Linked DNA regions of Mus musculus: region 2 is linked to region 1. Evidence: chromatin contacts called from public HiChIP or PLAC-seq data. All regions are on one chromosome and are shown on one strand. The core of a region is the stretch at or near the end of the contact, and the rest is flanking DNA. Distances in the headings are between cores, read along the strand shown.

Region 1 (3,930 bases), core at 1,000-3,499:
CTCCCAATTAAAAGAACAAAACTGTTACATTTGTTAATTGATAGTTTACAATATTTAATTTTCAGAGATTTTTGTATAGCCAAATTTTCATTAGAAACTTACAATTGAATCAACAATAATTCTCAGAGTCCCAATTAATCCATTTCTATTGACATAGATCCCTATGAACTCTCAATTCAAAGTAGTAATTACCTTTACTGATTCATTATTTCTCCAACAAGGGTATAGAATATGGAGTATCTATTTACAGGCAGGGAACCCTTCACTCTCCTACTGAGTAGTCCATTCAGGAGATGTTGATTGAGTGACTACTACAATAATCCAGACAATGGCTTGATCCTTTTATAAGGAATAGGCTAGCATTAAATAAAACTAGCTTACTTCTGGATTATATCTTTATTCTCTCTCATACATCTCAATCACAAATAAGAAGGTAAAAACATTAGGAATATTTACATAACTGCTAATCTCTTCCTATCTTTGATTTAATAAGGATATACGGCCCAAGGCAAATTATCTCAATATAAATAATAGACTTCTCATGTGAATTGAGATAATTTAGTCACAAAACTACCAACAGACATAAAAATGTATTGGGAATAGTAAACTAATTTCCATTCCTAAGTGGAATCAATAAATTATTAGTAAGAAAATATAGTAGTTATACTATTTATATGCATGTTGTCTTGACGTAGCAATCAGTAAGGAAAGTATCTTTCCATAAAATAGCTTAAATTATTGACTTATGAATAAACTAATAGTAATATCCCTAGATTAATATAAATAATCCTCAAATTCAAGTTCATTTTGATGTACAATCAATACTATAGAGCTTTAGATTAATGAATGATTTATTTAAAAATAAAAACATAGGTCCTAGGCATTTCTTTTGGGATTTACTGGCCATTGGCCTACTGGACATAGGCTTCTCAAAAGTAAGCTATAATAAATTAAAATGAGCGCATGTTTATATGTGTCCACTAGGATATTTTCTTTGATAAGTATCTCTTCAAATCATCTGTATAACATGGACTGGATTGTTCTTGAGTTTCTGGTTTTTATGAGTTTTTTTGTCATTGAGTATGAGGCTTTCTATCTCCAGGGTTGTCTCCTTTGGTGATTTCTTTATTGTTTCTATTTCCATTTTTAGATCCTGGATGGTTTTGTTCAGTTCTTTCACCTGTTTAATTGTGTTTTCCTATAATTCTTTAAGGGATTTTTGTGTTTCCTCGTGAAGGGCTTCTACCTGTCTACCTGTGTTCTTCTGTATTTGTGTAAGGGAGCTATTTATGTCCTTCTTAAAGTCCTTTGTCATTGTCATGAGATGTGATTTTTAAATCCAGATCTTGCTTTTGCAGTGTGTTGGGGTATACAGGAGTAGGAGAATTGGGTTCTGATGATGCCAAGTAACCTTGGTTTCTGTTGCTTTTCTTGTGGTTGTCTCTCACCATCTGGCTATCTCTAGTGCTACCTGCCCTTGCTGTCTCTGACTGGAGCCTGTCCTTCCTGTGATCCTGGTTGTGTCAGAACTCCTCAGAGTCCAGCTGTCTCTGTAATCCTGTGATTCTAGGATCCTGTGATTCTAAGATCCTGGGTGTGTCAGGGCTCCTGGGAGTCTAAGCTGCCCCTGAGATCCTGAAATCCTAGTTGACCAAGCGCCTGAGATTCTGTTGTGTCAGAGCTCCTGGGTGCCAATCTTTCTCTGGGTGTTGGAGGAATGGGTCGGTGAGCCAGAGCCCTGGGTTTGCAACAGGCACAGGTAGGTGTAAGTTGTGTAGGGGTTTGTGTTTCCCTGGTTAAGGTGTGCTAATGAGGGCCGGACAGTCAATGACGAGCACCCAGATCTCGGAACCATACCAATCTAAGACAGAGGTACATGTCAAAAGGCTGTGGCTGTTGATAGCACACCACAGAGCCATGTTTTGTGTGAAATATTACAAAAACTAGCTGCATGTAACCTCCAAGATGGAATTGGATGGTTCAGGAAGATCTAAGATTTCCTAAGACAGACGCATCCGCCAGCCACCATAACTCCCAGGCAGGACTATAGAGCATAAATAAATTTTATGCCTCAGCCCAGTTTTTTTTTTTAATATTAATAACAGGGAGGAAATTGTAACCTCCCTCCAGCCTGAAGCAGGCTGAACCAGACCTTGACCTTGCTGCCACTAAGGAGATTACCTAGGGTGGAGCCTTCTTCCCTAGATCACTCTATTGTTTAGCCACCACAGCTGTTCCTCTTCAAGATACTGCTTCCTGCTGGGAGGCCTCTGAGCTATTCTGGAGACTATACCCTAAGTCACTTGCAGCTGGTTCCAGGCTCCAAGGATGAATTGGCGGGAATGGGCCTCCCCCACTTTATAAGCACATTTGCCATTAAACATTTGAACTTTGATCAGTAATCTTGACTTAGCTCCATTTTTCTCTCCACCGCCTAGTTTCCCCTGTCTTTTTAGTCCCAGCTTACCTCCCAGGTGTACCCCGTTTCTTGTGAGCCGCAGGCTGGCCTCCAACACCTGGTTCCTGTGAGGGTCCCAGTCACTCTGGGTATTGGGAAATATGTTGTGGCCTCAACTGTGATCTTGAGTGTGTCAGAGCTCGAGTGATCTTGGGTGTGTCTGATCTCCTGGAAGTGGAGCTTCCTCTGTGATCCTGTGTGTGTCAGAGCACCTAGGAGTCAGGCTCCCTCTGGGTGTTGGAGGAGTGGGTGCAGAGCCCCAGGTCTGATCTGGGTTCAGGTTCAAACTGGAAGAACAAGGCTTTCTTACTGAGACACATTCATCAAAGTCCACTCTGGGAAACCAATACATTGATTGGGCTTACAAACAAAGGACAGGTAAGGGGTTACCTGCAGGCATGAGTCTTCTCCCATGAAAGACCACACAGGAAAATTTTTACATAGCAGGGACCCTGGCTTTCTCATAGTTACATATATGGATACCACCACCCAACATTCCCTGGACTACATACTCTAACCTCTCCCTGAGGCCACATTCAATTAAGGAAGAATTACGTACAACAAGTAGTATGGAATGGCTGGATATTATTGTGAGGGTTCTATGATCCTTCCTGCCTCTCCTCCTATGAGGAAATGTCAGCAGTCAAAAAGTGCTGTTAGGATATTGGGCAAAATTGGACTCTTAAAGAATGCTGTTTGGCCTGGAGGGATGATCATGTGCAAAACCAGGAACAATGGATTTCTGGCAGTAACTTACTTAGATATGCATGAAACAATTTTATCATCATATTGTAGCAAACTAAATTTGTTACATTAATTATTAGTTCCTCTTGAAAGTGGTTAACTATTTCAAAATTCAGTGTATTATGTCACCTTGTTCACTGATACTGATATGTACATGAAAAATAGCTTCTTTTGATGGAGTTTGGGTGTTTGCTACATCTACTCCAGTAGTGGCTCAAGTGAATGGCCTAGAAACCTGGAGGCAGTCCTGAGGCGAAGAAGAGTTTCACAGAAACTTAGCCTCCTGAAACCTTGGCATTCTCATAGCACATATATTCCAAGCCTGTCCCCACGTTAGTCTGGTGTATGGATCTGTGTGCTCTCAGTATTGTTTTATTATAAGTGCCTTTAAGGATTGATTTTGACATATAGCTAAGTTAGATTAAGCCTCCACCAATGTTCCAATGTCCCAGGAAGTCCTTGAGCCGACCCTGAGCTTGGAATGCAGTAAGAATGTTACCTATTCAGTAACATTCAAATTTACCCTAGTAGAGACAGTGAAAATAATCAGGCATTACAAAGAACAGAGCTAGAAAAGCTCAGGGCTAGTCTACATAGTAATTACTTAGAACAATAGCCGAGTCACACCTATACACAATGGCCTAGGAAATAGGTGGGTTGTGGTTTCATGAAAAGGTTAGTAGAACAGAATTCCCCTGGTGCAGGTTTTTCACTAGGCCCACAGGAAT
Region 2 (4,123 bases), core at 226-2,725, 79 kb before region 1:
CTTTTCTTGGGTCTCGTTTTTTTGTTATTCTGCATTCTTGTTTTCCACAAGAACTGGCTAATGGCCTGGTTGTCTGCCCATACGAATTTCTCAAGAAGCATTCATTCCCTCCACGGGACTCTGAGAACCACTGAGCCACACACGTTCAGTTTGCCACCACGCCCATTGCCTTCACAGAAAAGGCTGTCTCGATCCACCCAGCGTGGTCGGTGGACACGCTGCTACGGATTTTTCAACACATTCCTTACTGAAACGTAAAGTGGCGACATTTTGGCTTGTCCAAATCCATTGTACAGAAACATTTCCAAATGCTAGAAAGAAAACCGCACTTGGATTCCAATCCAAGAATCTCGAAAACCAAAAGGAACCTTAATGCACAGTAACAGCTGCACAGTATTTTTTTTTTTCACTTAAAAAGTAAAACACACCTGTATGCAAATAAGTCTGAGCTATATTAATATTGTTAAAGAAAAAATAAATACTCAAAATTATATATTGTACAATATTTGTTCAAACAGTTACACACACACGCGCGCATGCAGGCAATATGTTTAGGTTTTGTATGGTGGAAATGCTGCTTTCAATCATATATTCTTATTATAATATTTTTGTGGAACAAGTTCTCACTTTGTAGCCTTGGCTGGCTGGGAACTCCCAGCAATCCTCCTGCCTCAACCTCCCAAGTACTGAGATTACAGATTTGTGCTATCACAAGTGGCTATTTACTTTTATTATTTCTTTACAACCGATATTACTCTTTACATATTTTAAGAAATCAAGTCATGTCTCAATTGTCTTCTATCGCGGTGACCTGACTTTGGGGGAGGAGCTTGCTATTTCCCACGATTCGGTCTCAAAAATCTAAGGGAAAATTCCCTCCAGCAAGCGGCCCCTTGTAGTGTGGGGTGGGCCACTTCGGAGTGGATTAGAGAGAGGCCTAAGGCAGGAGACCCTCGGAACTGGGTCTTGATCCGGACCAGGGCATCGCTGTGCAACCGGGTAGGGTCAAGATGGTGGGCGAGCGGTGGCCAACAGTTAAGTGCACGGGGAGCTGCGGGGGCGCGCGAGCTGCGGGCTGCGCGCCCCCGAGGCCGCGGCCGGGGTGCACGGGGAGCTGCGGGGTGCGGGCCTCGGGCCGGGGAGCGCAGTACCTTCCCAGTGCAGCTCGCCTCCAGGCTCGCGCTGCAGGAACTTGTACCAGAACGTGTCAACGCGGCCCGGCTCCGCCCCGCCGGCCTCCTCGTACGCCTCCAGCTCCACCTCGGCGAGCCACAGGCCGGGCTCCTGCAGCGCCAGCGCAGCGGCGCCCGCCGCGGTACCCGCGGGCCTGAGACGCACGGCGCCGTGCGGCTCCCAGCGCCCTAACTCGGGCCGCGAGCCGGCGAGCAGCAGCTCCTGCCGAGCGCCGGCCACCGCGGGCGGCACCACCACGCCGAAGCGGAAGAGCATGGCGGTGGCCCGAGTCCTGGGAGCCTGGCGAGCGGCAGCGGCGGCGGCGCGAGCTCCGGGGCGGCGCGAGACGTGCAGCGCCGCGCGTTTGTGGCCCGGTCACGCGGCCGTGGGATCAGGGTTCCCAGGCGCCGTGGAGCTGCAGCCGCAGGAAGCGGGCATTCGGGGCTCGCGAGAGGCTGAGACCCACACTGGACCTAGGAGGGAGGAAAACGACACCCCGACATTGTCCTGTCGTCTTCCCAGAGATCTGAAATCACTTTTACTAAGTCAACAAAGGAAGAAAGAGTTGTCTAGCCTGAACCTCCAGCCTCAGTGAAGTTGCCGATCCAAGATTTACCTGTAACCCTCATTCAAGCACCCCAACATTTAGTCCTTATGGGCCTCTGATTATAACGTGGGAATAATACATATGAATAATGTTCTTTAGAGACCCTCCACTCAATACACAAAAACCCAGCGTTCATCAAACACACAAAATACTTTCCCTTGCCTAAAGGGACTAAAGAGAAAAACAAAATTTCAGCCTCCTCTTTTTAGCGTGTATAAGTTGATCTCAAGATCAAAAAAAAGAGAAAACCTTGTTTGTGAGATGACAAAGTTTAGAAACAAGGTCTCACTGTGGAAATCAGACTGGCCACAAACTCTTGAGATTCTCCTGCCTCTGCTCCTTGGATTACAAACCTGCATCACCAGTGCCCAGCTACTGTGTGTGTGTATGTGTGTGTGTGTGCGTGTGTGTGTGTGTGTGTGTGATAAAAACCTATTTAAATTTTCTTCTTGGGGAAAAAAAACAGAAAAATAAATAAAAGTTGCTTCTTGCAAATATTAGCACTTTAGGTCAAGAAACAACTGTGTCATTATTTGGCCTCTGGGAGCAGAGGAGGCTGCTTCAACTTGTTATTAATATGAATAAAGAAATGTCTGGAGTGGCTGGGGTTCGTTCTGGTCAGTGCGAGCCCCAGGCCACCTTGGGCACGAACTCCGCAGACCTTCCCAAGGTCCCCAGAGAACTCTCCATGATGCAGGTGCCCTAGCACACCCAGGATCTTAGGATCACTGAGGAGAGTCAGCAACCAGAGAGGGCCCTGACCCCATGACTCGAAGGTGAGAAAGCCAACTTGTATCCCTGGTATCTCAGAGACCAGTCTGAGCAGGAAAACAGGAGGGCCTCAAAAGCAACAGAGCTTCTTAGACAGGGCCCCTTCATGCCTCATCCTTAGCCAGGAGGCAGAGCTGAACTCCAGACCTCTGTGCATCTTCCCTGCAAGAGAAAAGCTTGCTTGCAGAGTGCTCTAACCTCAGGAGAAGAGTTGGACTCCCAGGAGTGCTGACAGAGGCTAACAGAATCACAGGAGGAAAAAACTCCAGCAAGACACAGCTAGAACATCTAACACCAGAGATTATCAGATGGCGAAAGACAAACATAAGAATCTTACTAACAGAAACAAGAACACTTGGCATCATCAGAACCCAGTACTCCCACCACAGCAAGTCCTGGATACCCCAACACATGCGAAAACAAGATTCAGATTTAAAATCATATCTCATGATGCTGGTAGAGGATTTTAAGAAGGGCCTTAATAACTCACTTAAAGAAATACAAGAGTACACTGCTAAACAGGTAGAAGTCCTTAAAGAGGAAGCACAAAAATCCCTGAAAAAAATACAGGAAAACACTGCTAAACAGGTCCTTAAACAGGAAACACAAAAATCCCTTAAAGAATTACAGGAAAACACAACCAAACAGTGATGGAACTGAACAAAACTATTCAAGATCTAAAAATAGAAGTAGAAACAATGAAGAAAACCCAAAGGGAGACAACTCTAGAGATAGAAATTCTAGAAAAGAAATCAAGAACCATCAGCAACAGAATACAAGAGATGGAAGAGAGACTCACAGGTGCAGAAGATTCCATAGAAAACATAGACACAACAATCAAAGAAAATGCAAAAAGATCCTAACTCAAAACATCCACGAAATCCAGGACACAAAGAGAAGACCAAACCTAAGGATAAGAGGTATAGATGAGAATGAAGATTTTCAACTTAAAAGGGCCAGTAAATATCTTCAACAAAATTATAGAAGAAAACTTCCCTGACCTAAAGAAATAGATGTCCATGAACAAGAAGCCTACAGAACTCCAAATATGTAGCCTCCCTCAAGCCTGAAGCAGGCTGAGCCAGAACTTGACCTTGCTGCCACTAAGGAGATTATCTAGGGTGGAGCCTTCTTCCCTAGATCACTCTATTGTTGAGCCACTGTCACTGTTCCTCTTCAAGATACTGCTACTTGCTGAGAGGCCCCCCTATCCTGCCCTATCCTGCACATCATCACCTGCAGCTGGTTCCAGGCTCCAAGGATGAATTGGCAGAAATGGACTTTCTCCCCTCCTTTATAAAGCGTGTCCGCCATTAAACATTTGAACCTTGAGCAGACTAGCATGTCTTGGTTCCATTATTTCTCAACCCGCCTAGGCTCCCTCTTTTCTTTCAGTTCCAAGATGCCTTCCAGACTCGAACCCGAACATGAGAGCCGCAGGCCGGACCCAACAATTTGGTGAACCAACGCGGGACCTGTGATAGGCAGAGGACATTTGGAAGAAGCACTGATGGTTTGGAGCTCCATGGAAGAAGAAAAGAATTAAAGAAAATTCGTACTGGAGAAGGTTGG

Evidence for each region. HiChIP or PLAC-seq counts read pairs in DNA pulled down with a chosen protein or histone mark.
Region 2: an H3K27ac HiChIP or PLAC-seq map of embryonic stem cells shows a contact between it and region 1, with 8 read pairs. The contact joins the promoter of Epm2a here to the enhancer-like site in region 1. A contact is called at or near these places in 2 of 39 promoter capture datasets (fetal liver and hematopoietic stem and progenitor cells), 9 of 484 Hi-C or Micro-C datasets (the Ba/F3 cell line, the G1E-ER4 cell line, LSK cells and 5 more), 5 of 115 datasets of contacts at active chromatin or transcription factors (bone marrow-derived macrophages, embryonic stem cells and microglia) and 3 of 9 other capture datasets (adipose tissue, liver and pancreatic islet).

What each region holds. Positions count from the first base shown.
Region 1 is chr10:11,262,335-11,266,264 of GRCm38.p6, reverse strand. No RefSeq gene overlaps it. Among named protein-coding and RNA genes, the nearest start is that of Fbxo30, 17 kb to the left of the region's middle. Within about 2 kb of position 2,249, at least 6 of the 459 cell types and tissues checked have an H3K27ac peak or open chromatin away from gene starts, as enhancers often do. A contact at or near this core is called in embryonic stem cells, where this site is marked.
Region 2 is chr10:11,340,797-11,344,919 of GRCm38.p6, reverse strand. Epm2a (epilepsy, progressive myoclonic epilepsy, type 2 gene alpha) reads right to left here and starts at 1,475. Exons shown (of 4, transcript NM_010146.2): 1 at 1,152-1,475. The coding sequence starts at 1,449.